Regions from separate parts of the Mus musculus genome. Here regions 2, 3, 4 and 5 are each linked to region 1. The links are chromatin contacts, called in public HiCAR-type and HiChIP or PLAC-seq maps. All regions are on one chromosome and are shown on one strand. The core of a region is the stretch at or near the end of the contact, and the rest is flanking DNA. Distances in the headings are between cores, read along the strand shown. Region 1 has its middle 39 kb from the start of Cdca7. Region 2 overlaps Rapgef4 (Rap guanine nucleotide exchange factor (GEF) 4). Region 3 has its middle 14 kb from the start of Sp3. Region 4 overlaps 6430710C18Rik (RIKEN cDNA 6430710C18 gene). Region 5 overlaps Gm39849 (a long non-coding RNA gene).

Region 1 (5,202 bases), core at 1,935-4,434:
GTGAAGAGCTTACGATTGCAGAGTGCTTTAAGTAACTTGACTTATCTTATTGAGTAACTAGTTTTGTTTAAACACCATACAACCATTTCCTGCTTTGCCTTGGTTAAATTAAAAGGATGAGAAGGATTAATAAAACAAAAAATAAGGATGTTAAATGAATTGGTGACTGTTCAGGAGCACATACATGCTTGCCACTTTTAGGAACAGTTTTCTTCCTCTGTATATAACGACCTTCTCCCTTTGAGTACCTCAGGGTGTCTTGTCTACTCACCACTGCTGATGTCCTGGTCTTTGGTGACGAGTACTCAGGCTGCTCAAAATTGCAGACTGTAAATTACATACTTAATTTATGGTCTTCAGGATGGGAGGCACATGGAGGCCGACGTTTGGGGACCATCTTTCAACCGTGCATCTAGGTCAGCCCTGGAAACCAGAGTGCACGGCTTGCCAGCGCTCCTGACAAAACCCAAGTTATTTACTTCTTCTTCTTCTTCTTCTTCTTTTTTTTTTTTTTTTTTTTTTTTAACCATCACTCACTGCTGGTACTCACTCAAATATGCAAAGAAATGATTCCATTTTGTGTTTAAATGACTCAATATTTGCAATGTATTCACGTAGAACCACAGAACTGCCTGTAGAGGCATAAGCACAGGTCCTCTGCTGACAAACAGTTGAAAGCGCTGGTACTGTCTCAGAAGAGTCTTCTGGCTAAGTCATGAATTAAACATATCCTTTTAGGAGCACATGTTCTCTCTCTAATCTTTGAGGTGTACTCTCCTGGGGAAATATTATTATTCTATTTGTTCCATTATTAAACAATTTAATAATTTGGGAAAATACTTTTTCTTATTCAAATGAAAACGAGTATTGTAGTTTGCAAAGTGAAAGGCAGGGTTTAATTTTTAGACAAAAAAAGGAATTAAAAGACAGAGGCAGAAAGTCATGTATTGTCTATGGAATAATCAAAGTGTTAAAATAAAATAAAATAAAATAAAATAATGGTATGTAATGAGTTCTCTTTCAAATGGTTTCTTTAAACTGAATTGTCTTCTTTACGTGATAGAATGAAGAATCATTTAATTTGGTATCAAATATTCATGAGCTGTGAGTGTGCTGTGTCACCAGAACGGGTGTGAGATCACAAACCAAAAAGCTAAGTATGGGAGCTCCGGGGAGCGGTGGACAGTGGGCAGCAGCTTTTCAAAGCTTGTTGCGCCTTTGAATCTGTGATACTTCCTTCTCCGGCGTCTCAAAATGCTGCTTTGAGTGTGTGTTGGGAAAGGGGTCAAGGATAAAGGATAAGAAAGGAACCTGGATGCAGATTCTCAAAGCTTCTGCTCTTTTGCACTTCAGGAGACTCAAAGCAACCCGGAAGTTGGAGCACAACTCTATGACAGATGTCCCCAGACACTTCGAAATGGCGCAGGTTACGACTTCTTTATCAGACGACCGTGTATATATCTTACACACACACACACACACACACACACACACACACACACACACACACAATTTTCTTCTTTCAAGTTATGATGGCTATATTTTATAATAAATTTGATTTATATGAGACTATATTTTATAATTCAGTTGATTGTGGCCATTGGAGGAGAGCAACATAAGTTGCCATATACATTGCCTATATGATTGCTTGCTGTGTACACGGCAGAGCTTTAAATTCTGGAAAGAGTAGAAACTGCAACCAGAAGCCAGCTCAATGGCTTGCTCCATAGTGCAGGCTCTGAGAACCTCCTTGAATCCCTTGGAGTGAACACATTAATTCTGTGGAGCTCTTCCTTCCTTTAGTCTCAGACAAATGCTCTCTTGCCACCTAGGGCTGCCCCTGTTTCTTTCTCCTCATGGCCTCACACTAGTGGCTATCGAAGCTGTGTCTTTCTGGGTGCCTTTTTCCTACAGAAAGCAGACCTGACCACTTTTCCAACTGTGATGCTCTGCTTCATTGGCAAGTTCATGAAGGTTGAACAGCACCTATTTCCTGAAGCGTCCCTTGTTCCAATACCACCCCTGTAAGCAGTCATTAGGCCTCACTCAAGACATCTCTAGGGAGGGAACTGACACCAGCTGAAGAGGGTTTGGCTAGTAACTCTCCTACAGCCCATCAGTGAGCCTCAGAGGGGCTCCTATTGCATCTAATCACACCTAATCTTTCTGCAAAGATGTTTAAAAAAAAACTGTGTAAATCAAGTTTTTGTAAATCTAATCATATGTTTTATGCATCAGGTGAACTTGGTATGTAAAGGTATCCCATAGTGCAGCCTGCTGAAAAATGAAGATCGGCTCCTTTTAGTATTCATTTCTGTAAATGTGAATAATTATTCATGGGGTTGAAAGAGGTTCGCCTTCATTTAGGGTTTTGAATTTGCTGTCTTTACATTTCTTCTTCTGAAAAGGTCTCCTGTATCCTAGGTAGCTTCTATGAGCAGCTGGATAAGAATGACCTTGAACTTTTCTTCCTCCTCCTCCTCCTCCTCCTCCTCCTCCTCTTCCTCCTCCTCCTCCTCCTCCTCCTCCTTCCACCTCCCAAGTGTTGCAATCACAGGCCTGTGCCACCAGGACACCTGGTTTATGAGGCGCCAAAGATCAAACCTAGGGGTGTGTTTACCAACTGAGCTATCGCTCCCAACCCTCCTAGCCCTCCTAGTCCTCAGTGTCTTATTTGCAGTGAGCCCCAAGTGGGTATGTGCTCCACTACTGGAGAGCACAGCTAATGGGCCCTGACTTCCCAGGTCTTAAGGAGCCCCAGCCCTTACAGCGTGTCCTAATGGGTCAACACCTAACAGAGAGCCAGCGGAAACCTTGCTGCCCTCTGCACGAGAAAGCCGGATTTCCATTTCAATGTGGCTCAGCCTTCCTCTTTGACAAATGAAAAGATAGAGACTTCTCAATTACAAATAGTGGCGTCCTTGGGGGTGGGTGTGTGTGGGTGGGTGTGTGTGGGGCAGAATTCTCTAGATGTTGGGCCTTGCAATTTCTCAGCCATCAGGAATTCTGAGACTCAAGTCTCAGAAGCTAGAGGAAGCTAGATGCCGGCAAGATTTTTATGGCACGATGCTTATTTTCCTACTCCACAGAGGCAGGGTTTTATGGCAAGAAGGGGCTTAGTGACCAGAGCAGAGTAAAACTAGGCTACTTTCCAGGTTTATGCCTCTGACCTTACTCCCGAAGAGGGAGCATCCGGGAGGGGTTTCTCTTCTCCCACCCTCTGGGTGTACAATACACCCCCAGATGTGCAATACAAAGGATCCGATATTCAAACATTTGAAAAATGTAATTCTTGTTGTGGAGAACGTGTCCTAACAAAAAGATCGGCTTTTGGGGGAAAGTCGGGAAATCCCCCAGTCTTAAATTCCCAGCATTTGACTTGGGCACAGAGAACTCGATCATCCTTTAGGAAGTAGAGCACAGGCGAAGAGAGGGGAGACTCACAGATGGCTGGATAGAGATGCCAGTCTAGTCTGTGGGAGAAGCCTTGACTGAATGTGAAGCAGCTGGCTGAAGGCAGGCTCAATCAGGATTTCTGGGGAATAAAAATACACTCGGTCTTGGCTCTGGATTCCAGCAGGGGGAGCCCTAACTCTGGGAACCCGACATTGCTCTCTGACCGCTCGCTATCCCTGCTTAGCCCTTTCTGAGTTCAGCATCCGTGGTCACCGAGCTTGGCAACAAGGTCTACAGATGATGTCGCTGAACCAGAATCTGAGGTCTCGGTCCGCGCATCCTTGGATGAGCAAAGTGGTTAATACCTTTATAGAAACACAGCGGAACAGGCAATTCAGAAACAGGTGATCAGCAGCAAAGAAGGAAAAAACATGAGGAAATGAAGGATACACTTCCCTCAGTTGTTACCCTCTCCCCTACACACCTCTGCTCTCCACAGGGAATGCGCTCTGATGCTTCCTCTGTTCGGGTGTGCTGAGCTGGGGGTGTGGGAGCTAGGTGGATGGACCAGGCTTCCAGTTAGTGCTGGGTTCCTGCTGCTCTCTGGGTTGTAGAACGAGAAACAACAACAACGAAACCCTCATATTGTAACTATAAGGAGTTAAGGGATTTCACTTGTCATGTCTTCTGAGTTCCACTCTTGGGGATAAGCAGGGAGATGTAGGAAGCCTAGCAAAACGTGGGAACGGCCTGTTGAAAAAACCAGCCCAGCCCACCGAGTACCTAAGAAGTAGCACGCTAGGGGCAGAGTTCAAAGCTGTGCTGTGTGTAGTATTGCTGTCTGCGGGAGTCCTCAGCACCTTCTATAATCATGGGTAAGGGTAAGGGGAGGCTTAACACACCCCACAGATGCCCTTGTCCCCAGTTTTGTGGAAAGAACACTAGCTGCAGCTAGAAGCTCTGTCGTTTAAGTAGACTAATGAAAACCCCAACTCCATTTTGTCTAATCTGAAATTTCTGAAATGTATGTGATCCTGACCAGACCCCCTTTTCCATAAAGTGCCTATATTCAAGATATGGGTGTTCTGTGCAGCCCACTTTGAGAAATTCTAAGAGAGCAACCTCCCTGGGCTTCTGGTTTCTCCTCTGTACCGTGTCATCGTTCATTCCGAGTACCCTGGTAATTCCTGATGAAGGAACTGGTAGTGCTCAAAACACACTCAGAACTCCTAGAACATTATCTTATGAATATACAGAGACTGGTCTTGTGATATACAGTGAATATCACGCTCACGCTCAAAGTAGATGGTGGGCTTGGGTACACACAGAGACACAGTCAGGGGACAAGATGCTTTCTCTGTGTTCAGCATATAAACCACACAAGTCCGGAGGCAAGTTTTTGAACCTTGCTTTACTTTCTGTGTGGAATGGTGCTGTGGTGCACGGTTCTTGGCCTTTCACATACAAGGCCACACGAGTTTTTGTTTTCACTTAAGCAAAGAGTGAGCATTATTGCTAGGAGACTTATTCAGGACCTCGGCAGATTGCAGGCACCTACTGTGTCCTCTAAAGAACAGCAAGGCCATACTGCATGAGTAAGGACTGCCAGCAAGGACATGGCACAAATCATCTAGCGGCACCTAACACTCTAGGTTGTGACGGACAGAAGCAGGCGTGGTCAGGTGTTCTGTAGCAGCCAGACAAACTGGATGGAAACAGTGATGGGAGATGAAACCTGTGGATCCCTTTCCCCGGGGGATATTGATTAAGCTGTGGCAGAAGGAAGACAGGGGATGGGGATCCGTT
Region 2 (5,056 bases), core at 1,075-3,574, 260 kb before region 1:
TCTACCACCTCACCGCTGAGTCCTGCTAACTAGGAGAAACTTGAAAGCTAACCCTCCTTCAGATCAAGACCATTTCAAAGGATGGTGGGAACAGTTTCCCAGCGTCAAAGCACAGTGTCAGCGTTGCATTTTCACAATCCAAGGAGCAAGCACACAATAAGACAAAGACCTGTGTCGGGAAGTCATGAATATTCGTTACCTGCAAATGCTTTGTACTGGGATGCCTCGTAATGCCATTGTGCAAGTTCCACATCAGCCAGCTGCCTTCAGCACTCCAGAACATGCTGTTTCCTGTGATACCAAGTCTTGCTGGAATAAATGATGCTCCCCCCACCCAAGGGGGATTATACACTAAACTGACTGACTCGATTTTCCCTTTTCTTTTTAATTCCTTACAGCGCATGATTGCAAACACTGCCAGAACAGTACGGTACTACAGGAGCCAGCCCTTCAGTAAGTTCTGAGTTACTGCATGCCGTCATGGACATGGTGGTGATTAAGTCCTTTTTAATGAGACTTCCAAGGCACTCTGGGAGTCTGGATGGCATGTGACACAGCGTGAACCGTGAAACCCACGTGTGCCTTGGGTTTAAGAACTTTGTTTTGCTGTTGTAAGGCTCAACTATATTTGCATTGTAACCCTAGAAAATAGGGTCAGGCTATTATTTTAATAAGTGAATTTGAAGGAAATTCATTTGCTCATCTCGGTGTAGCTAGAACAGGTAGGCTGCAAAGGCCCACATAAGCCTGCCTCCAAGCTGTTCTCGGGTGTGACTCATGCTCGATGCTGAGAAGCCCAGCAGCCCTCAGTGAGTCAGTACTATCGTTTATAAACTGGGAAAGGTAATAGTTACTGTCTTCTGAGTATGCGTGAGTGTTTATAGCACATTTGCAGAGAGTCCTATGGCAGGATTCTACACAACATTGCCAGTATTTCAGGTGCTCTTTTGAATGTTGGGTGTATGTCCTGAACACCCATGCTATTTTTTCATATGTTTGAAATATTACTATTGACAAATGGCCATTTTAACCTGTAGGGAGTTAGGTTTCCTCGTAACACCAGCAGGGCAAGTTAGATCAGTGAAGCCGTCTCCCCAGGCCTAGAACTTGGGATAAGAACCAGAGCTTTGGGGGCTGGTGAGCTGCCTCAGCGGGCAGGAGCACTGACTGCTCTTCTAAAGGTTCTGAGTTCAAATCCCAGCAACCACATGGTGGCTCACAACCATCCGTAATGAGGTCTGATGCCCTCTTCTGCTGTGTCTGAAGACAGCTACAGTGTACTTACATATAATAAATAAATCTTTAAAAAAAATGTTAAAAAAAAAAAGAAAGAAAAAAAGAAAAGAGCTTTGCACCTCCAGTCTGGTTTGGGAGAGAGCAGGCGAACCCTTGGAAGTTTTGTGCTAATGTCATTATGTGAGTCATTTTGGAGAACTGACATCGGTAAGAAGACACAGATGTGACAGCAGCCTACCTGAATATCCTCTCCAGTAGAGACTGACAGGTTCTCGTTTTAATAATCACAGTGGTATGCTCTTTGTAGTGTAGCTCTGGCCCAAAGCCAGAGCTTGCTAACAGAATGCCAGAACTACTCCCTCCTCCTTGTCCTCCTCCTCCTCCTCCTCTTCTTCTTTTTAATGTTCAAGAGAAAAGAACAATTAGAGAAAGTAGTCTTGGCTTACGGAGTGAGAAGAGCTCTAAAAGTTAATTCAACCAACCATGCCCTTGTGCTTCTAAAAGTGAGAATGGTCTTACACGTCGCCAAGCCTTTCTCCGTGGATTCTTCCTGAATTCAAGTGTCTCATATCTTTTCCTATAATAATGTGCTCTGTGTGTAAAAGACAGCCATAGATTAGCTGAAAACGAGGAGAGAAAGTACCAGTTACAACAAGCTCTGTAACCAAAATCCACAGCCCTTCTGGGGATTTGGAGCTGTTTTCGAAATTCCACGCAAACAATCCTGTGTGCTGAATGAGAGCTCAGAGCCTCAAGAAGGGTTCTCAGGGGGCTTCCAGAGCCAAACAGGAGCAGTAATAGGCTCGGCTTTGTTCCGCAGCCTCTTCGGCAGTAAATTCTACATTCTTCCACATCTTTGAGACAAGTGAGGGGATTTTTTTTTTAAATTTCCACTGCATTTGTTGAACTTATCAGCAAGTGCTCGTAAACAGCAGCTGCCAGGCTCTGAAGTCAACAATCTATAGATAAAACTATAGGAATAGATTCATAAACATCGTGGGGCTATGTACAATGTAATTACAGTATATTGTACATGCAGAGTACGCTGCCAGTGGGAAGCAGAGGAAATTAAGCACAATGTGTTCTGTGGTTCACTGTGGTATTATTTATATGTGATAATTATACTGATGAGTTTCTTCTTACAGCGAGCAGGGGCCTTTGTAGCTTGTCTTTGCTTTCTGTGCTCAGACCTGCTTCACACCCCACACCCCCCCCCCCCACAACCCTTTACGCAGATGGCAGTCTAATTGTCTTGTGGAGTAGTGGGTGGAGCTAACAGGAGCAACCGGACTTCTGAAGGCAGCGCAGGGGTGGGAGGGAAGAACTTTGGTTCAGAGTCCAGATTCCAGCTTGGCTACTCCCCGTTTACTGCTAGAGAAGAGAGTGAGCCCTGGGAGAGGGACCCGCGAACTGCAGCCGAGGTCTGGGTTATGTTTAAACATTTCCTTCTCTGTATGGAAAGTCTTGATTTAAAACTTGGAGAAATTTACACGGGAGAAATTTAGAGTCCCTGTTTCAAAAGGAAAGGAAAGAAAAAGGAAGGAAGAGAAGTGAAGGGAAGGTCCTGCTGGCCACTCTGGGCAGATCCCTACAAGGTGATGACAGTCAGGAGCTCCGTAGCCACTTCCCAAGGTAGTTTGCTTCCAGTTTCCCCGCTCTGCTATTAAATCTGGCCTTCCTCCTTCTTATATATATATGGTATGTAGGAAGTATGCACATTAGATTTTCTTAGAGTCCTGGTTTGGATAAATCCACTTACCTCTTTGATAGCCCGGGTACTCGCATCCATAGATAAAACAGTCAGTGGACTTTCGGAGCAAGTCATGTCAGAGAAGAAAAGTTTGCTAGAAGTCACCAATTAGCCAGAAGGTATCCTTACCCAGTTCAAGCTGTGCCTAGGGGCATACAGCTGGAGTGGTGCTGTATACATATACAGGCAAAGGGGACCTATGAGGCCCAGTGCCCACTGGCTGGCTTCAGATCAGTCATGATGTTAAGTGCTTTTCTGAGTTGCTAATGAAACTCCATCTTTGACATTAGTCCTCATCTGGATCAAAGGAGGTGGAGTCAGAGTGTGAGACATAGAGATGAGCCGGGAAGGAAAAACAATTTTCATCTATCACCAGGGCCATCAGACAGATGCTTTCCTTTTTATTTGGTGCCTGTGTGTGTGTGTGTGTGTGTGTGTGTGTGTGTGTGTGTGTGTGTGTGTGTTGTGTGTGTGTGTGCAATGCAAAGGAAAATGATCAAAAGAGATGATTCCAGGGGGAGGGGGAAAGAAAATTGGAGAGTAGAAGGAAGTAGATGGACCAACCAAGTAAAAATATTCCAGTGAATGTGTGTGGAAAGGTCTTGACAGAACCCAGGGAATGTATTATGATAAATGCAATACGTCATTGGGAGGAATAAAGCCACATCTCACATGCAGATATTACCCAATGCCAACTCGCCTGCTATTATTCTTTTAACAGATCCGGATGCCGCTCAAGCTAATAAGAACCATCAGGATGTCCGGAGTTATGTACGGCAATTAAATGTGATTGACAACCAGAGAACTTTATCACAGATGTCACACAGATTAGAGCCTCGAAGGCCATAGACATCTGAAGTGCCCAGAGTGATGTTTTGTCTCCAGTCCACAATCTTTCAAAAGATGCTGTGTATGCTACTACTGACTGTGTTGCTACTAGAGAATTCTCCAGAATGAGCAAGAGACACATCCTGAGAGCCCCTCGGGGCTACATCCTGCTTTCCAACCACACAGGAGAAGCGATCTGACTTGTCTAATGCTGCCATGCTGTAGCTTAGGAATCATCAGTTATAGTCACCCTCCTTCATTGTTGGCACGCCAGCACCAGGCTCACGTGAAGAAATAACCTTGGCGGGAGGCTACATCAGGGCCCTGACATCCCTTCCCAGGCTGTTTGCAGCATGAGACTGTGCCATACGTAGATAGGTTTCACTCGGATGCGCCGGCGATGATATAATTGAATGAATTGTTTACTTAGCACCTTATTTGGGGTCTGGGGTCTGGGGAGGGTATTGAGGATACCGTAAAAGTCCAAATTATACATCGTGTTCCTCCATGTTCATAATCTAACCTCTGAAGGAATGGAACCTCACCACAACACTATGAAACATTATGGCTGTTTCGTCTGTAATTTCGGAATGATCTATAGAATAATATGTTTACATTGTAACTTTTAAAAACTAACAAATCAGGATTGCATACATAAGAATGCCACTAAGAAACACCAAGGTTCTTAATACCGCCAGCGTTAAGATAGAAAGTAACATTTCAGAAGAGCACAATATGCACAAAACATTTTTTCAAAATTTAAATATTTTCCTGGGCATTAAAAACGTTTCCACTACAAATTTATTGTTACTGATGAAAAAATGCATATTTTCTGGAGTTAAATGTTATTACAAAAATCTTAATTTTCAGCAATTGTTTTGCACTTTCAGATAGATTGTAAATAGGTTATGCAGTCAATGATATAGAGTTATTTATTTGCTACATAATAGACATTGTGCCAAATAATTCCTTTTTATTTATTTTATTCAGTATGAAATTTTGGAGTACATTTTTTCTGTTTTCTTAATTAGACCACATTTAATGTATAGGAATTGTATGTACATATCTCTTCTGTAAATAACAGCCAGTATCTTCATTAAATATACTTGACAAGAAATATTTTTATTGTTAGTGTCTTTGATACAGGAAGTATTACCTTTCAATATTGTGGGCCCTGGTATATTTTTTCATTTATTCATTGTGTGGTGTGCATAAAACCATTATGACTGACATCAGATTGTG
Region 3 (5,186 bases), core at 2,496-4,995, 480 kb after region 1:
GGTTTCCTCTTCTCTTCAGTTCCATTTTAGGACATTTTAAATAATGGCACCTTGAGGGTAGATGGCAAGGCTAAAAACTAACAGAAAGATTCAAAAGGAAAGCCTTTATTAGAGACTGCCCTCGTCAGTTCCTAGCCTGATAAACACCGTTTCCAAAAACAGCATGGGAAGGAAATTCTTTCATTTTACAGCTCAAAGCCCATCATGAAGGGAAGTCAGGGCAGGAGCTCAAGCAGGAACCTGGAAGCAGGAACTGAAGCAGAAGCCATTAAAGGAACAGTGGGGTTTTTTTTTGTTTGGTTGGTTGGTTTTTTTGTTTTGTTTTGGTTTGGTTTTTTTTTTTTGTTTTTTCGAGACAGGGCTTCTCTGTGTAGCCCTGGCTGTCCTGGAACTCACTCTGTAGACCAGGCTGGCCTCGAACTCAGAAATCCGCCTGCCTCTGCGTCCCGAGTGCTGGGATTAAAGGCGTGCGCCACCGCGCCGGGCTGGGAACAGTGTTTATTGACTTGTTCATTTTGCTTCCTACATACCCAGGATCACCTGGCCAGAGATGGCACTGTGTTGTGGGAAATATTTTAAAAGACACCATTCCGTGCTAATGCCGGCTACTCTCTGGCCCCAGACACCTCGCTGCTGCCGTGGCTAGCCCCAAGCAGCGACCGCCCATCTTGCGGTTCTCTTGCTGCGGGTTCTGCTCACACTCTCAGTCATCTACCCCCTGTGGTTAGCAGTCACAAATTCCAGTAACCCAGTAAAATCAAAATTCTAGAGGCTTGTAATTTATCAGTCAGATTTATATTAGTAAATTCTCAACCCACAAAACGCCTGCACAATGAACTCAAAACTCAACTGAAATAAACACAAGAATCACAGCTAGATGGGGCAAATGCACCCCACTTAATATTTAATCATCTAAGAAATCCCCAATACTTATGGCTCCCAAGACTATGGTTCTGGCTCCTCTTTCTCTCCTATAGGTTCCATCTTATCTCTTTCTCTCCTTCCCTTCTGTCTCTCCTCTCCTTCTTCTGTCTCTTCTCCTCTTTAAAATTCTCAGCCCACCTTCCTTTTCCACTGTCCAATCACAGGCTTCTTATATTAATATTTAGATTAATTGGTGGGAAATTCTGCTACAGCACTGCCCACAGTGAGCTGGAACCTTCCATGTCAATCAAGAAATGTCCCCACAGACTTGCTGTATCAGTCAGGGTTCTCTAGAGTCACAGAACTTATGGTACTCTCTACATAGTAAGAGAATTTGTTGATGACTTACAGTCTGTAGTCCAACTCCCAACAATGGTCAGCAGCAGCTGTGAATGGAAGCCCAAGGATTTAGCCGTTGCTCAGTCCCACAAGGCAAGCAGGCAAAGAGAGTCTTCTTTCTCCCAATGTCCTTATGTAGGTCTCCATCGGAAGGTGTGGCCCAGATTAAAGGTGTGTGCCACCATGCCTGGATCTAGGCCTTGCTTTGTCCCAGGCTGACCTTGAACTCAGAGATTTTCTTGGCTTAGTCTCCTCAGATTCATAGCCATTATGCCTCAAGATGTCCATGTCAATATCCAGGTCAGAAACTTGTATCTCCCAGCCTCAAGATCAGGATCACAGGGGAGCCTTCCATGCCGGGCGTGGTGGCGCACGCCTTTAATCCCAGCACTCAGGAGGCAGAGGCAGGCGGATTTCTGAGTTCGAGGCCAGCCTGGTCTACACAGTGAGTTCCAGGACAGCCAGGGCTACACAGAGAAACCCTGTCTCAAAAAAAACAAAAACAAAAACAAAAACAAAACAAAACAAAAAAACCAAAACCAAACAAACAGGGGAGCCTTCCAGTTCTGGAATTTCATTCATTCCGGATATAGTCAAGCTGACAACCAGGAACAGCTACACTTGCCTACAGACCAATCCTATGGAGGCATTTTCTCAATTGAAGTTCCCTTTCTCAAAGATAACACTAGCTTGTGTTAACATGACCACCTCCCAGAAAACAACAACAACAACAGAGATAGTAAACATAATTTGTTTTTTAAAAAATAATTTGATCAAAACTTGGGGGCCTGGAGGGATAGCTAAGTGCTTGATGTGTAAGCATGAAGGCCTGAGTTCACACAAAAGCTAGTGGGGTAGTATACGTGCAACCCCAGCATGACAGAAGAACTGGATTCCAGAATGTTCTAGCCAGCCAGTTTAACCAAAACAGCAAGCTCCAGATTCATTGAGAGATCCTGTCACAAAAAAAAAAAAAAAAAAAAAAAAAAAAATGTGGCATGTAAACGAGGAAAATACCTAAAAAAAAAAAAAAGAAGAAACACAAACTGATCAAAATGTATATACTAATGGTGTATACCATCATGTTTTGAAATATGTATATATCATGGTATGATAATGAGTAAATAAACTAACATATGTATTACCTTATATATTTATCCTTTTTTAAGTAACTAAGAACACTTAAAATATTAAGACATAGAACTGGCAAGATGGTTCAGTGGAGAAAGGTACTTGTTGCTAAGACTAATGAGCTAAGCCCTCCTCCCCCCCGAACCCCAGCATGGTGGAAGAAGTGAAGGACACACACACACATAGATTAGTTTTTTCTTTTTTCTTTTTTTAAAAAGAATTTGTTTATTATATGTAAGTACATTGTAGCTGTCTTTAGAAGAGGGTGTCATATGTCACTACGGATGGTCATGAGCCACAATGTGGTTGCTGGGATTTGAATTCAGGACCTCCTGAAGAGCAGTCAGTGCTCTTACCGGCTGAGCCATCTCACCAGGCCCCAGATTAGTTTTTTCTAATGTAATAAAAAATGTTGAAGCTGGGCGTGGTGGCACACGCCTTTAATCCCAGCACTCGGGAGGCAGAGGCAGGCGGATTTCTGAGTTCGAGGCCAGCCTGGTCTACAAAGTGAGTTCCAGGACAGCCAGAGCTATACAGAGAAACCCTGTCTCGGAAAAAAAAAAAATGTTGAGCCTGGCAGTGGTGGTGCACGCCTTTAATCCCAGCACTCGGGAGGCAGAGGCAGGTGGATTTCTGAGTTCAAGGCCAGCCTGGTCTACAGAGTGAGTTCTAGGATAGCCAGGGCTACACAGAGAAACCCTGTCTTAAAAAAAAATGTTGAAATCTACTGTCTTGGCAATCTTCAAGTAAGCAGTCCTTGTTATTAATAAGTCACCGTACTGTACAGTGAGCCTTAACTTAACCCATCTAATCAATCTAATCGAGACTTTGTACACTTTAGCCAGTGTCTCCCCTCCTCTTCCTGCCTCAGCCCCTAATAACCAGCATTCTTCCCTTTCTATTTGACCAGCATCCTCACTTACATGTGAGATCACACAGTAGTTCTCTTTCTATGCCTGACTTGTGTCACTTAGTACATTGTCCTAGAAGTGGGTCTAATTCTAAAGCAACAAATTAGAAACACTCTAACATTCCTCCAGGAACCCCAGGTTGCACCCCTGACCGACTGCAGAAGGCCCCGGCCCAGATCTGGCTCGGTAAAACTGCATTACAGACATATTTCCTTGAGCATGTCAGCTGCCTTCATTCCCTTGCCGGGGACCTCAAGTTGCCATCCACTTTCAATATTAATGCAGCATGCAAGGGGAACAGGAGGATTGCAGCCCAGGCTGAAGCTGGGCTCCAGGCCAGCATACAGAATGCGTCTGGGCATGTCTGAGGGACTTGCCAGAAGTCTCTCTGCAGGAGGGATGGAGGAGGCTCACAGAAAATAACATCCTGAGGCAGTGGGTGTGGGGACTCAGTTTTCAGAGTCACCAGGGAAACTTTGAAAAACAATGGCTTCCTGCACAAGTATGTCCCTCCTTTTCGAAAGCCCTCACTCTCATGTTCTCTCACTCTCTGTCTCCTGGTCCCTGTCCACCCAGAGGTGCACAGGAGCCAATGACACCACTTCAGCGTCAGACTCAGCCCTTGGACTAGCTGTACACATTAGACCTCACAGGCGTGTTAAACGTTCAGAGCAAATAAGCTCCAAGACTCTAGGGTTGAGCCTGCTCGGTGAACGCTTTCATACTTTAGGGGCTGCCTGCTGTCAGGGCTTCTTAATAATGACCACAGACCCTGGGCAGTTCAAGAACAGGCCCAGGGATCTATGAATCCCTGGAACAACACACAGCTTACTGAGGGTGTGTGTCTCCTTTTCTGTGAGTTTCCTCAGGTTATAAGGAGAGTGTGACAATTAACAATGACTGCCCTGGTGGCTGCCAAAAAAAAACATTAGTGAATAGATTTTTGTAAGATCATGTAAATGTTTCTATGGCAGGAATTAGCCAGATAATAATGCTGCCCTTCCCGTGAATATGATTTTTACCTTAACCTGCCAAGACAACAGTTACATGAGAAATATGGATTCCCCACCCCCACCACACACTCCAAGCCTGATTCCAAAGCTTCTGCCTCCTCCCCAGCCAAAACCCAGTGTCTCCTTCCTGAAATCACTGCAATCCTTGGGACACCTCACCTTTCCCTAATGCTTTCGCTAGGAATATGCATATCATATCTCTCCTAATTATAGCCTCTGAGGGGAGGAGGAAGTCTGTCTTGTCCGTCTTCTTTCTACCTCAGTTTCCAATATAACACATTTACCTCATTATCAGATGAGAGAACTGATTAATTATAAATCATTTAGACTTGCTAGGCCTTTCTACTTTCTATGAAAACAACTAACCACATTTCCTTGCCCACGCTGCACTTAAAATACACTCCTTATAACGGATGGTGGTCTGCTCTATTAATTTACCTGGTTAGGAAATACTAGGCAGGTACTATCACCCACTGTTTTCCTCTCTTTTCTTTTTACTTGGTTGTGAACGTAGGTATATAAACCATCATGCCTTTTGTGAGGGACACAGAGCACCAAGCATGTTGTGTCCTGGTGCAGATGTGTACGTCTCGCAGCATGGACACACCTCAGGGAAATGTCTCATAAAGCACAGACCAAGCTGGGACAGAGGTTGGGAGGGACTAAAATACAGCTATTAATATAGGAGCTTCGTGAAAGAGTCCGCCCATCGGATTATGGGAGCTCTGTTCTGAAAGAGAAAGAGAAGCCTGAACCTGCCTGTAGGAGAGAGAGCAAACAGGAAGACGGCCCAGCCTCAGAGGTGGGTGTGGCCTGGCAGCAGTACAAGAGCTTTGGAGTTGGCTCCATGCGGGCTAGATAGGCAAGA
Region 4 (4,935 bases), core at 79-2,578, 270 kb after region 1:
GCAACTTGGTGATGAAAATAAGTCCTGAAAAATAAGTGGGCTCTTCTCTAAAGGTGCAATATTAACCAATCAAATACATGGACTGCCTCATAGCAGGAAATAAGACATGAACTAACATTTTCCAGATGTATGTCAATGGCACACTGATTAGGGAGCTATCAATATTGGCAGAGAGTTAATGATGGACTGATAAGGTAATGTGCTGGCTTGGTAAAACCGGCAGTGTGCCATTTAGAATGACTACTGAGCTCAACAACTTTCCACGCTAGGATGGCATCCCCACCTGTTCTAGAAGGTTCCCCTTTCATAACTCTTCATCTCCATCCTGCCTGCATGCCCACATACATACTCCATCCTGCCTGCATGCCCACATACATACTCCATCCTGCCTGCATGCCCACATACATACTCCATCCTGCCTGCATGCCCACATACACACCCTCTAGTCCACACCCAAAACTGTTCACTCAACAAAACCTCTATTCAGGGTCTGTACAGAGAGTACAGAGATGGGTCTTCAGAGCTGAGGAAAGATGAAACAATAAGGGGGAATAAAGACGTTCTAAAATCGGCTGACTTACGGCATTAAATCAGTGAGTTACATGACATATGAACTGTAAGATGTTTTGAAATGTATGTCTCTTGATTAAGTATCTTTGACGACCTTGGAGGTAGCAAGGGTATGGAAGGGTGAGAAAACAGATCTGAAGCCACACCTCGGAAGCTCAGGTTGGTATTAGGGAAATGAGTCCCACCCCACATAGGAAGAGCCTATCTCAAAAAGGGGAAAAGAATGGTATAAAAACAAACCACTACAATTCTCAAAAGATAGGGGGATATAATGTGCCAGTCAATGGCACACCCAGCCACTGAGTATCAGGCTCAGTCCAGGTAACTGCCTGCTTTACCCAAACCTCTTCGGAATGGATTTGGTTTGCCCGAAGGTTCCTTGAAGGTGAATTTCATCATTGAGCTAGGCCTTAGCTGGTCTGAGAAAGAACGCAGGGTACTTCTGTAGTACCGTGCTAGCCTCTGGCATCCAGAAGGCATTAGCATGCTGCTCTAGCAGAATAGTTACCCTAGTCTCTGCAACACACCTCCCGCCTGATTCCTATCCAAAATTCTAATTAATAGCAATCCATATTTTCACACAGCTCTGGCAGTTTGAATATGCAAGTGTCTATTCAATGCTCCAGAGACCCTAAGCACTCTTTCCAAACACATGGCTCTTTACAAGAGCTCCCGCATCTGAAATGCAGGCAGTGCCTCTCCTGCACCCTCCTAACAGCGTGGCAGCTGTGCTCCCCAAAGCCAACAAAGTGGGTCCTGTGTGCAGAAGCCATGCCTCAGCTACCAGTCACCATCTGCCTGGTTGGTGGGCGAGGAGCATGAACACAGAGAGACAGCTGCCCTCCGACAATGGGAGGAATAGCTGCGCTTCCTCGGGGCTGCTGGCAACAAGGGGGAAATGTCTGAAGAAAGAAAATGTGAGATTGCTGTAAATTTCAGATGCAGCTTCTATTGTGCCTCCTCACAGCTAAATGAGCACACTCGAGGGATGGGCTCTGTTTAGCAACTGTAACAATTAGGCGCATTTATATAGAATAAGACACTAACAAGGCTAAAAGACTATTGTCCGGGACAAAGAATCCTGCTCACAGGCCCCACCGTAATAAATGATACCTTTTTTTCAAAAAAAGCTTCCCCAAAGCATCTCTTACACAAAACAACTATCACTAATTACTTTGTCATGGGTACAAATAAAAATTACTTTCCTTAAAAATTCTAATTTGAAATAAATTTCCCTAGTCACAACCACGTACTTAATTAATTCTTTATTAAGATTGTTATCAATTCTGAGTGATTGTCCTCAGGGAAGTTAGAGATTGCCAGAAAAAGCCTTTACCACTTAGCTCAGTCCTGACAGCACAGAGTTCTAAGTGCTTTAAAAGAAAGTCGGGGTGGGGGGTGGGATTTAGACAAGTCGGTTCTCAAGAGGACCAGGAAAAGCACACACAGTGTAACTGTGAAAAGTTTGTCTTGGCTAGAAGCCATGGCCTTACCTGGGGCCGTCACAGCAGAGTCTCATTCAAAACATGCCTTTCATTCGGTTCGAGGTGACTGCTAAGGCACTTCATGTACCGCATTACCGGTCCCCAGAAAGTCAGAAAACATTAAAAGCCTTCATTATTATTAACTATAGTTTTTTGTCTTTTCTCTTTTTTCAAAAATACAGTGTTCCTGTACAACCCACTCTGGCCCAGAACTAACAGTCTTCCTGCCTGTTTCCCAGAGCTGGATCTCTGATGTGTGTCAGTACACAGGTGGCTTTTTTATATCATATATACAATAAATGTCTAAGTAGATACAGAAGCTGAGGTTACGTTTCCACTCTGAGGACTCTCACTCTGAAAGACACGTAGGTTCTTGGACTGGAGAGTTATGAGAAAACTGACAGGTGGATGGATGTCCCAGGAAGGACTGTGGCGGGTCATGGGAGGTCGTAAGAGAGGAGGTAGGACATCTGATTTTTTTTTCCAGTTTTGTTGCTTGAGGGGTACAGGAATTAAGCATAAGTCTTCTGCGTATACTATGTGAATACTATACCACGGAGCTGTATTTGCAGCCTATCCTATTAGATTTCCACAGACAGTGAGAGGTTTGAAGATGCAGTTAAGAGTCTCAGCGTTGAGATGAAAGGATGGACCATGTAGAGATCCACCAGGGATCCACCCCATAATCAGCATCCAAACGCTGACACCATTGCATACACTAGCAAGATTTTATCGAAAGGACCCAGATGTAGCTGTCTCTTGTGAGACTATGCCGGGACCTAGCAAACACAGAAGTGGATGCTCACAGTCAACTAATGGATGGATCACAGGGCTCCCAATGGAGGAGCTAGAGAAAGAACCCAAGGAGCTAAAGGGATCTGCAACCCTATAGGTGGAACAACATTATGAACTAACCAGTACCCCGGAGCTCTTGACTCTAGCTGCATATGTATCAAAAGATGGCCTAATCGGCCATCACTGGAAAGAGAGGCCCATTGGACACGCAAATTTTATATGCCCCAGTACAGGGGAACGCCAGGGCCAAAAAGGAGGAGTGGGTGGGTAGGGGAGTGGGGGTGGGTGGGTATGGGGGACTTTTGGTATAGCATTGGAAATGTAAATGAGCTAAATACCTAATAAAAAATGGAAAAAAAAAAGAGTCTCAGCGTTTCTCAACCCTTGGGGTGGTAGTTGAACGACTCTTTTATAGCGGCTGCATATCAGATATTTATATTACAATTCATAACAGTAGCAAAATTACGGTTATGAAGTAGCAATGACAGTAATTTTATGGTTGGGGGTCACCACAACATGAGTAACTCTATTAAAGGGTCACAGCATTAGGAAGGTTGAAACCCACAGGAGACCAAGGAGAAAGAAGGGATGGGCCTCTAAATGTTCCTTTGGGGGAAAAAGCCTTTCAGTAGAACCAAGGTTCTCCTTGCTTAGAACCAGAGTTTCAGGGGTTGCTGGGTCACACACAACTTCTGCTTGGTGATTTTCAATATCTCAGTTGTTCCTTTGCTAAATTTAGATCAGCTGGTGAGAGACTGAGAAGCCATGGCCCAGACAGCCACTCGCTGGAGTGGAAGCCAGCCTGGCAGGCAGGATAGAGCCTTGGTGTCATAAGCATGGAACCTTGGACTGTTGGTCCTACCAGCCACCTGGAGAGTCTTGGGGAGGGACTGAGGGTCACACACAGTGTCAAAGGAAGGACTTTTGCCAGCAGGTGAGCTAACATGTCAGAATTCCAGCGCCCCTACACAGGCACACCGGTTGCACATGTACCAGACAAAGGATTCTAAACATATGGGACCTTCGGCTCTTCTGTGTCTTCCTCGATTTTCTGTCTGTTCTCGTATGAGACAGAGTGTCCCCAGAATACTGTGGGGTCCCCCACTATGGGAAGACTGGTAGAGAAACTAAATACAGCACACGGGTAACCACAGATCCTTCCTCTGTGACTCTAAATCGCAAACATAGAGCTATCTTTAAAATCGCAGTGTACACCACAGACTCCTAGCTCCCCAGCAAACACTGAATAAATGTACATTTTTCCATCTTAATTCTTTTCAGACCACTGACTAGAATTACAGCATAAAAAGACCGCTGTCATGTTCGGTATACATTTTTAATAGACATCTTTAAACATTTAGACAAAATATTATTTTTAAATGCCAATTCTTGAACTGGTAAATGTAATTATCTAACTTTCAAAGTGTGGGGGGTAACCTGACAATCAAAATATTCTGTTACTGCTTTACCGAAGCACCTAAAATACATTTTCAGCAAATGAAATGATTCTTTATTTTATTATGCTTTTAAAAATGCATTAGGGTAATTGCTGTGCAACAAACTCCTTTCTGTGCTCGAAGTGTGGCTGCCACGTCTCTCATGTGTCCATCAGCTGTTCACGTTGTCATGATAGCCTGATGATCACCAGGGGTGAGTCCTCCTAACAGCATGTATGTAAGAGTATTCAGTTGAGTGATCTGTAAAATAATTATATTTCAATGGAGATACTATATTGTGGGGAAAAAAATCCATTACATGTCAAGTGCTAAATGAAGCAGCTATAGAGCCACGACACGTTTTATTGGTGCTTTTAATCAGAGCAAGTAACTTTACTGCAATCTGATCATCTTATTGTCTTATGATTACCATTTGCTTCTTTAATAGCTATGTATTTATATGTATACACACACATATACATATATATACTTTTTAAACAGTATATATACATATTTTTTTAAAAACAGCCATCAGTTTACTTCTAGATGAAGAAAACACCAGAATCCCTTGCACATTCTTCTTTTCCTGTTCATATGATTGGATTCTATTTTCCCAAAGCTCTCAGGCAAAAAAAAAAAAAAATGTACAG
Region 5 (5,300 bases), core at 1,994-4,493, 320 kb after region 1:
TTTCCACCATATGGGCCTACCTAATTGACTTAGTACCTACTAAGCCATCATTTTTATATATATATATATATATATATATATATATATATATATATATATATATGCAATTATATATTTTATTATATATTATATATAATGTTTATATATAGGCTTTGGGTTATATATTTATATGTCTCAAATATAATATTATATAATATTGCATATTGTATAATAGATTCATAGCCTATCAAATATCATAAATATGTAAATATTATATTATAAATATGTAAGTATTGTATTATATAATAATATATAATTGTTTGTATATTTATATATAATACCATATCATATATAATTAGTTATATTATGTATAATTATATATAAAATATATAAATTTTATATTATATAATATATTTGCATATAATTTTCTATAAATTACATATATAATTTATTACATACATAAATATAATACATATAATTTATTAAATTAGTTTATGTTAAAGTAGTAACAATTGTCTCAGATCTGAAGACTCTCAGTCCTCTAAGAATAGGTTCCTCAGTTGTCTCAACCTGGTACTGAGAACCTGTAAGGTTTTAAGAGAGCCACAGGTCGTTAAGTCCGTGATCGAAGCCTGGAAACTACTAGTTCTAATATCAGCAAAAGAATCAGTGGCATCAACAACAAGCTGATTCAACTCAGCAGCAGGAAGCAAGCCACAGGCACAAAAGGCAGATAATCCTCCTTCCAGCTTTGTATCTAGGCTGCCACAGAAGGCACTGCCTACACTGGGGGCGGGTCCTCCCACATTAAGCCAATCAGGACTGCTCTTCAGTTGAGGCTCCCTACTCAGGTCACTTTAACTTATGACAAATTGACATTAAAAAAAAAAAGCCTCTCACCGATATACTAATCACGTATTCCATTCTTGTATGCGGTACATGCATGGCTGTGTCCATCTAAGCTCTGTCCATATAAGAGATGTATGAAGCAGGGGCGGTGGTCCACAGTGGCTGCCAACAGCCTCACTCTAACATGGTGGTCAGCAGAGCTGACCTTCCCATATGGCATCCCAGAGCTCCTGGACAGTGTCTTGGGAGGAAGGAAGTAGGGTGTTAGTTGCTTGAGGTCCTTAAGTCAGCACAGCAACATTCAGTCTACTGATCACAGCATTTCCCAAATCACCCTATATTCAACAGCAAAGAGGTGTCTCAATGGAAAAAAAAATTAAAATATTTGAAGCCATTTTTAGTTCTCCACAACGGCTTTCACTAGATGCCCAATAAATATTTAGAGAATAGATTGGATTCAGCTTTATTCCATGAAAAATAACAGAACTGGAACCGATACAGAGTGAAGGAGTGTAAACGTGAGTACGTAGAGCCCAGCCCAAGATCTGATTCCACGGGAGGAGAATCAAAGTGGTGATAGGCTGGGCATCATGGCGCATGTCTTTGATCCCAGCATTTGGGAGGCAGAGGCAGGCAGATCTCTGTGAGTTCAAGGCCAGCCTGGTGTATACAGTGAGTTCCAGAACACCCAAGGCTATGTAGAGAGACCCTGTCTAAACCAAGCAAGCAAACAAGCAAACAAGCGAAACAAACAAAAAACCCTCCATTTTTGTTTTGTTGCAGACTTTTTGTTTCGATTTGACAGTTTTTGTTATATAAGGTGTTTTTGTTTTTTTGGTTTTTTTGTTTGTTTGTTTGTTTGTTTGCTTGCTTGCTTGTTTTTGACTTTCATTTCTGTTTTATTTGTTTTGTGAGAGAGGGAGAAAGAGAACATGAAGTTCAGTGGATGGGTAAGGAGGTAGGGAGATCTAGGACTAGGAGAGAGGAAGACACGATCAAAATATATTGTATGAGAAAAAATAAATTAAAAAAGATATGGAAGAATTCAGCAGTAAATAAAAAGAAAAAGTCTCTTGCTTATGATAAGCCAACCATGCTTCATTGGAAGGGCATGTGTCTAAGAAAACAAAGGCAGCACAAACTGGATGGGGTGAATGGGAGAGAAGAGAACACAAAGCTGGTTTGGTAAGGATAACTTGGGAGGAGTCACTGGGGAAGTGAATCTGATCAAAACCCATTGTATGCAACTTCTCAAAGAACTGATTTTAAAGTGAGTAGCTAATTAACTGAAATGACAAGTCTCTCCAAGTGCTCTACTCAGTAACTCATCATTTTCACAGCATTATGGGGGACAAGCAGGACTCACATCGCATTTAGTCGTCTGGGGATTGTCACTGCAATTACTTGCCTATGATGCTCAGAACTCTATGCGGAGAAGGAGGCAGGAAGATTGGAAGAGCCAGAGGTGGAGGATGGCTCCAAGAAAACTGTCTTCCAGACACAACAGGAGCAACATTGTGTCACTGTCATATGTGCAGCTGCCCATACTGTTACCTTGTATTCATCTGCCACTTCTGGCTCTTACAGTCTCAATGAATGAATAATGAAAATGTGGCGTATTTACACACTGGAATATTTTTCAGCTATTAAGAAAGATGAAATTTCGAAGCTCACAGGTAAAGGATACAGCTGGAAACAATCATTCTGAGTTAAGTATCCCTGCCAAGTGTCCCTTGCTTTCTTTCATTTGTAGGTGTTAGCTTTGACGCTTTAGACACATACATTTCATTTGGAATACCCACAGAGGTCAGGAAACCAGAAAGAGGGGTGGGGGTGGGGGAGCCTTCAGGGGAGGGGAGATACATAGTTTTTCTGTTGTTTTTTTTTTAACTTTAGCAGTTACAACCAAGACTCTGATTAGCCTGGTCAGGTAGACTTAATCCTGGGTGCAGGTAGATCCCAGCGTTGTGAAGACTGATGCTTTGTCAGGTTTCACACACCTTCCCATTGCTACCGTGCAAATGCTTTAAAGACCGTGAAAATCAAACACTAAACAAATCCAATCTTGTGACCAGAATAAAAAGCATGCCTGAAGGAATTCAGCCCGTGTGTCTAATAAAAATCAGTGGAGACCTTTCCAGGAAGATGATAGACTGGATAATACTTCCACCAGCTTCACTTGAACCCTTAAGGGAAGTTTCTCTAGTGCAGTCACTGAAGGAAAATCCATACTTCATGGCTTTTGCTTAGCATGGAGGAAAAACATACCAAGTCGCCTATGTTTGCAGGAAACGTGAGGTGCTGTGGGCAAAAGTGGGAAGAACCAATGCAAATTTAGCAAGCCAGATAATAACTGGGGAAACCCCGACTCTCACCATCACAGTCTCATTGTCTGAGGATGTGGCAGGCCAGGATTGGCTGACCTGTGAATGACCTTCTTAGACTGTGTAAACAAGGTCAAACAAGTGACATCACTTGGGGTGAAGGAATGAGTCATTAAAAATAGTTATCCCACCCACACTTAGAATTGAACAACTTCTTAGGGGTAATAAAATCTCTCTCTCTCTCTCTCTCTCTCTCTCTCTCTCTCTCTGAGCTCAGAGTTTCCCTGTTGTAATTCCTGTCACTGTGACAAGGACTTAAAGCACTCAATCTTAAAGAACCCAGACCACGCCTTCTTTGACTCCAAGGCAAACAACCGTGTTCTACCTTGAAGAAAATGTAAAGCTGGGTTGAACAGCTTTGAACCGTGTCCAAGCTTACAATGGTTTTCTTTAGCATGTATCAAAACCTAAACAACAATGCTGGGCTGTGTGTAACAGTGCAACAGTTAAGGACCTGGTTTGGCACTAACTGCATTAAGGTGGTCCCAGTTCCACTACTCTCTGGTATTGTAACTCAGGCCAGGTTCATGTGTGCCTTTCATGTCTTGCTCCTTGATTGACAACGGGGGTGGGGGTGGGGGAGGATAGTTTGACTGAGAATTACCTCCAGCCATTCATACATTTAAATACTTAGTCTCTATTGGTGGGCCTATTTGGGAAGGATTAGGAAGTTTAGCCAGGTTGGAGGAGGTGTGTTACTGGGACAGGCTTCAAGGTTTCAAAACACTCAGGGCATTCCCTGAGTTCTCTCCCTGGGGATCAAGGTGTGAACTTGCCACTATGTCTTTGCTCCACCATCATGGATTCTAACCTGTTGCAGGATATTTGATCACAAGGTGAACCCCAACATTGTTTTTTACAGAAAAAAAAAAAATAGCTGTTTCTAGTTATGATGTGGCTCAGCCTTAGCACACACCTTTAATCCCAAACAATGAAAGTAAAGTTAGTTTGTAGAAGGAAGCACTCATGTTTGAAAGTGATGTACAATTGAGTGGCAGGCAAAGTGACAAACCAGAGAAAGATTTGACAGAATAGGACGTGCCCAACTCTCACAAGGAGAGGAAAGGGAGGCTGCTTAAGAGAGCCGTGCAAATTTTTGGTGTTGCTTTGTGTAGCTACAGTAAATTGTGCGAGCTGTACTGAATGTTACAGAATTCATTAGGAGTAAAGCATGGGAATGTGGCATGAAATTTGGAGTGGGCATGGGCAGGTGGTTCTGCATGTAAATGTACTGGCTGTTCTTCCAGAGGACCAGGATTTGATTCCCAACACCCACCTATAACTCCTGTTCTAGAGGATCTCATACTGTCTTCTGGCCCCTGTGGGCACCACCAAGCAAGCAAACACTCATATAAATGAAATAAAAATACTTTTTTTTTAAGAAAAAGAAAAAAACAGAGAGAGAGAGAGCAGTGCGGTGTGTGTGTGGGGGGGGGGGAGGAGAGCATTTTACTGGGCTAGTTATAGAGATAGGTTGCAGTGACAGAAGGAGCCAGAGAATGAGAAGGAACCAGAAGATTAGAGCAGATTGCTAGAGTTAGTTTGAGGCCAAGCAGAGCAATTCAGGAAAGGCCAATGGAGAGAAGCCAGATGGTGTCAATCAGCTTGGAGAGGAATGTGAGCCAGAACAGCTGCGTTGACTTGCTAGTCACAGCTCAGAAAGAACTAGGAAGCCGGGATGAGCTTACTCAGCACCAAGTCTCAGAGGCTGAAAACATTCTAGGTCTAGGTTAGATCGTACAGGCCGGCTAGAAGCTTCCAGGACTAGGTTAGCAGACAGAGGCAGTAATTCTTCCCAGACAACAATTTCACTCGAGGAAATAAATGATACTTTTACACTGAAACTGCAAGGGATTCTTTTATAAAAGTTGTCTTGGTCCTGGTGTTTTGTCTCAGCAATAGAAAAGTAACTAAGACAAAGGAACATGGTAGTTGTGCCGGTTAAGGTGAAATAACATGTAAATCATTACATAGAGTCTGCGTATGACTAAGGCTCAAGAAGTATGAACTATCATCATTATTATTTCAGCTGCCAAATAATAGTTTCTGTTTAGATTTCTGAAATCATTGGAACTGAGGGAATCTTGA

The links. HiCAR-type assays count read pairs that join an accessible place to other places. HiChIP or PLAC-seq counts read pairs in DNA pulled down with a chosen protein or histone mark.
Region 2: an H3K4me3 HiChIP or PLAC-seq map of embryonic basal ganglia shows a contact between it and region 1, with 3 times the contacts expected there. The contact joins two enhancer-like sites. A contact is called at or near these places in 1 of 15 datasets of contacts at CTCF or cohesin (large pre-B cells), 4 of 484 Hi-C or Micro-C datasets (the G1E-ER4 cell line, colorectal tumor organoids, cumulus cells and 1 more), 4 of 115 datasets of contacts at active chromatin or transcription factors (embryonic basal ganglia, embryonic stem cells and forebrain) and 2 of 9 other capture datasets (embryonic stem cells and pancreatic islet).
Region 3: an H3K27ac HiChIP or PLAC-seq map of embryonic stem cells shows a contact between it and region 1, with 3 times the contacts expected there. The contact joins two enhancer-like sites. A contact is called at or near these places in 11 of 39 promoter capture datasets (3T3-L1-derived adipocytes, cancer-associated fibroblasts, cranial neural crest and 7 more), 4 of 484 Hi-C or Micro-C datasets (the HL-1 cell line, cerebellar granule neurons, cortical neurons and 1 more), 16 of 115 datasets of contacts at active chromatin or transcription factors (the NIH/3T3 cell line, SST interneurons, T-cell acute lymphoblastic leukemia and 13 more) and 2 of 9 other capture datasets (adipose tissue and pancreatic islet).
Region 4: a contact with region 1 is called in an H3K4me3 HiChIP or PLAC-seq map of embryonic basal ganglia, with 4 times the contacts expected there. The contact joins two enhancer-like sites. A contact is called at or near these places in 3 of 484 Hi-C or Micro-C datasets (ECoMG-derived neutrophils, growing oocytes and myocytes), 2 of 115 datasets of contacts at active chromatin or transcription factors (embryonic basal ganglia and forebrain) and 1 of 9 other capture datasets (embryonic stem cells).
Region 5: a contact with region 1 is called in a HiCAR-type map of embryonic stem cells, with 4 times the contacts expected there. The contact joins two enhancer-like sites. A contact is called at or near these places in 5 of 115 datasets of contacts at active chromatin or transcription factors (embryonic basal ganglia, embryonic forebrain, embryonic stem cells and 1 more).

Annotation. Positions count from the first base shown.
Region 1 is chr2:72,513,002-72,518,203 of GRCm38.p6, forward strand. No RefSeq gene overlaps it. Among named protein-coding and RNA genes, the nearest start is that of Cdca7, 39 kb to the left of the region's middle. Within about 2 kb of position 3,185, at least 25 of the 459 cell types and tissues checked have an H3K27ac peak or open chromatin away from gene starts, as enhancers often do. A contact at or near this core is called in embryonic basal ganglia and embryonic stem cells, where this site is marked.
Region 2 is chr2:72,252,542-72,257,597 of GRCm38.p6, forward strand. It overlaps Rapgef4 (Rap guanine nucleotide exchange factor (GEF) 4), which reads left to right. Exons shown (of 31, transcript NM_001204165.1): 30 at 399-453; 31 at 3,708-4,933. The coding sequence ends at 3,835. Among named protein-coding and RNA genes, the nearest start is that of Map3k20, 31 kb to the right of the region's middle. Within about 2 kb of position 2,325, at least 88 of the 459 cell types and tissues checked have an H3K27ac peak or open chromatin away from gene starts, as enhancers often do. A contact at or near this core is called in embryonic basal ganglia, where this site is marked.
Region 3 is chr2:72,992,101-72,997,286 of GRCm38.p6, forward strand. No RefSeq gene overlaps it. Among named protein-coding and RNA genes, the nearest start is that of Sp3, 14 kb to the left of the region's middle. Within about 2 kb of position 3,746, at least 221 of the 459 cell types and tissues checked have an H3K27ac peak or open chromatin away from gene starts, as enhancers often do. A contact at or near this core is called in embryonic stem cells, where this site is marked.
Region 4 is chr2:72,780,508-72,785,442 of GRCm38.p6, forward strand. All of the region lies in intron 4 of 6430710C18Rik (RIKEN cDNA 6430710C18 gene), which reads right to left. Gm39848 (a long non-coding RNA gene) reads left to right here. Exons shown (of 4, transcript XR_866423.2): 3 at 2,237-2,324; 4 at 4,391-4,475. Among named protein-coding and RNA genes, the nearest start is that of Gm39848, 7.0 kb to the left of the region's middle. Within about 2 kb of position 1,329, at least 37 of the 459 cell types and tissues checked have an H3K27ac peak or open chromatin away from gene starts, as enhancers often do. A contact at or near this core is called in embryonic basal ganglia, where this site is marked.
Region 5 is chr2:72,835,053-72,840,352 of GRCm38.p6, forward strand. Gm39849 (a long non-coding RNA gene) reads right to left here. Exons shown (of 3, transcript XR_866425.2): 2 at 880-1,069. Among named protein-coding and RNA genes, the nearest start is that of 6430710C18Rik, 24 kb to the left of the region's middle. Within about 2 kb of position 3,244, at least 81 of the 459 cell types and tissues checked have an H3K27ac peak or open chromatin away from gene starts, as enhancers often do. A contact at or near this core is called in embryonic stem cells, where this site is marked.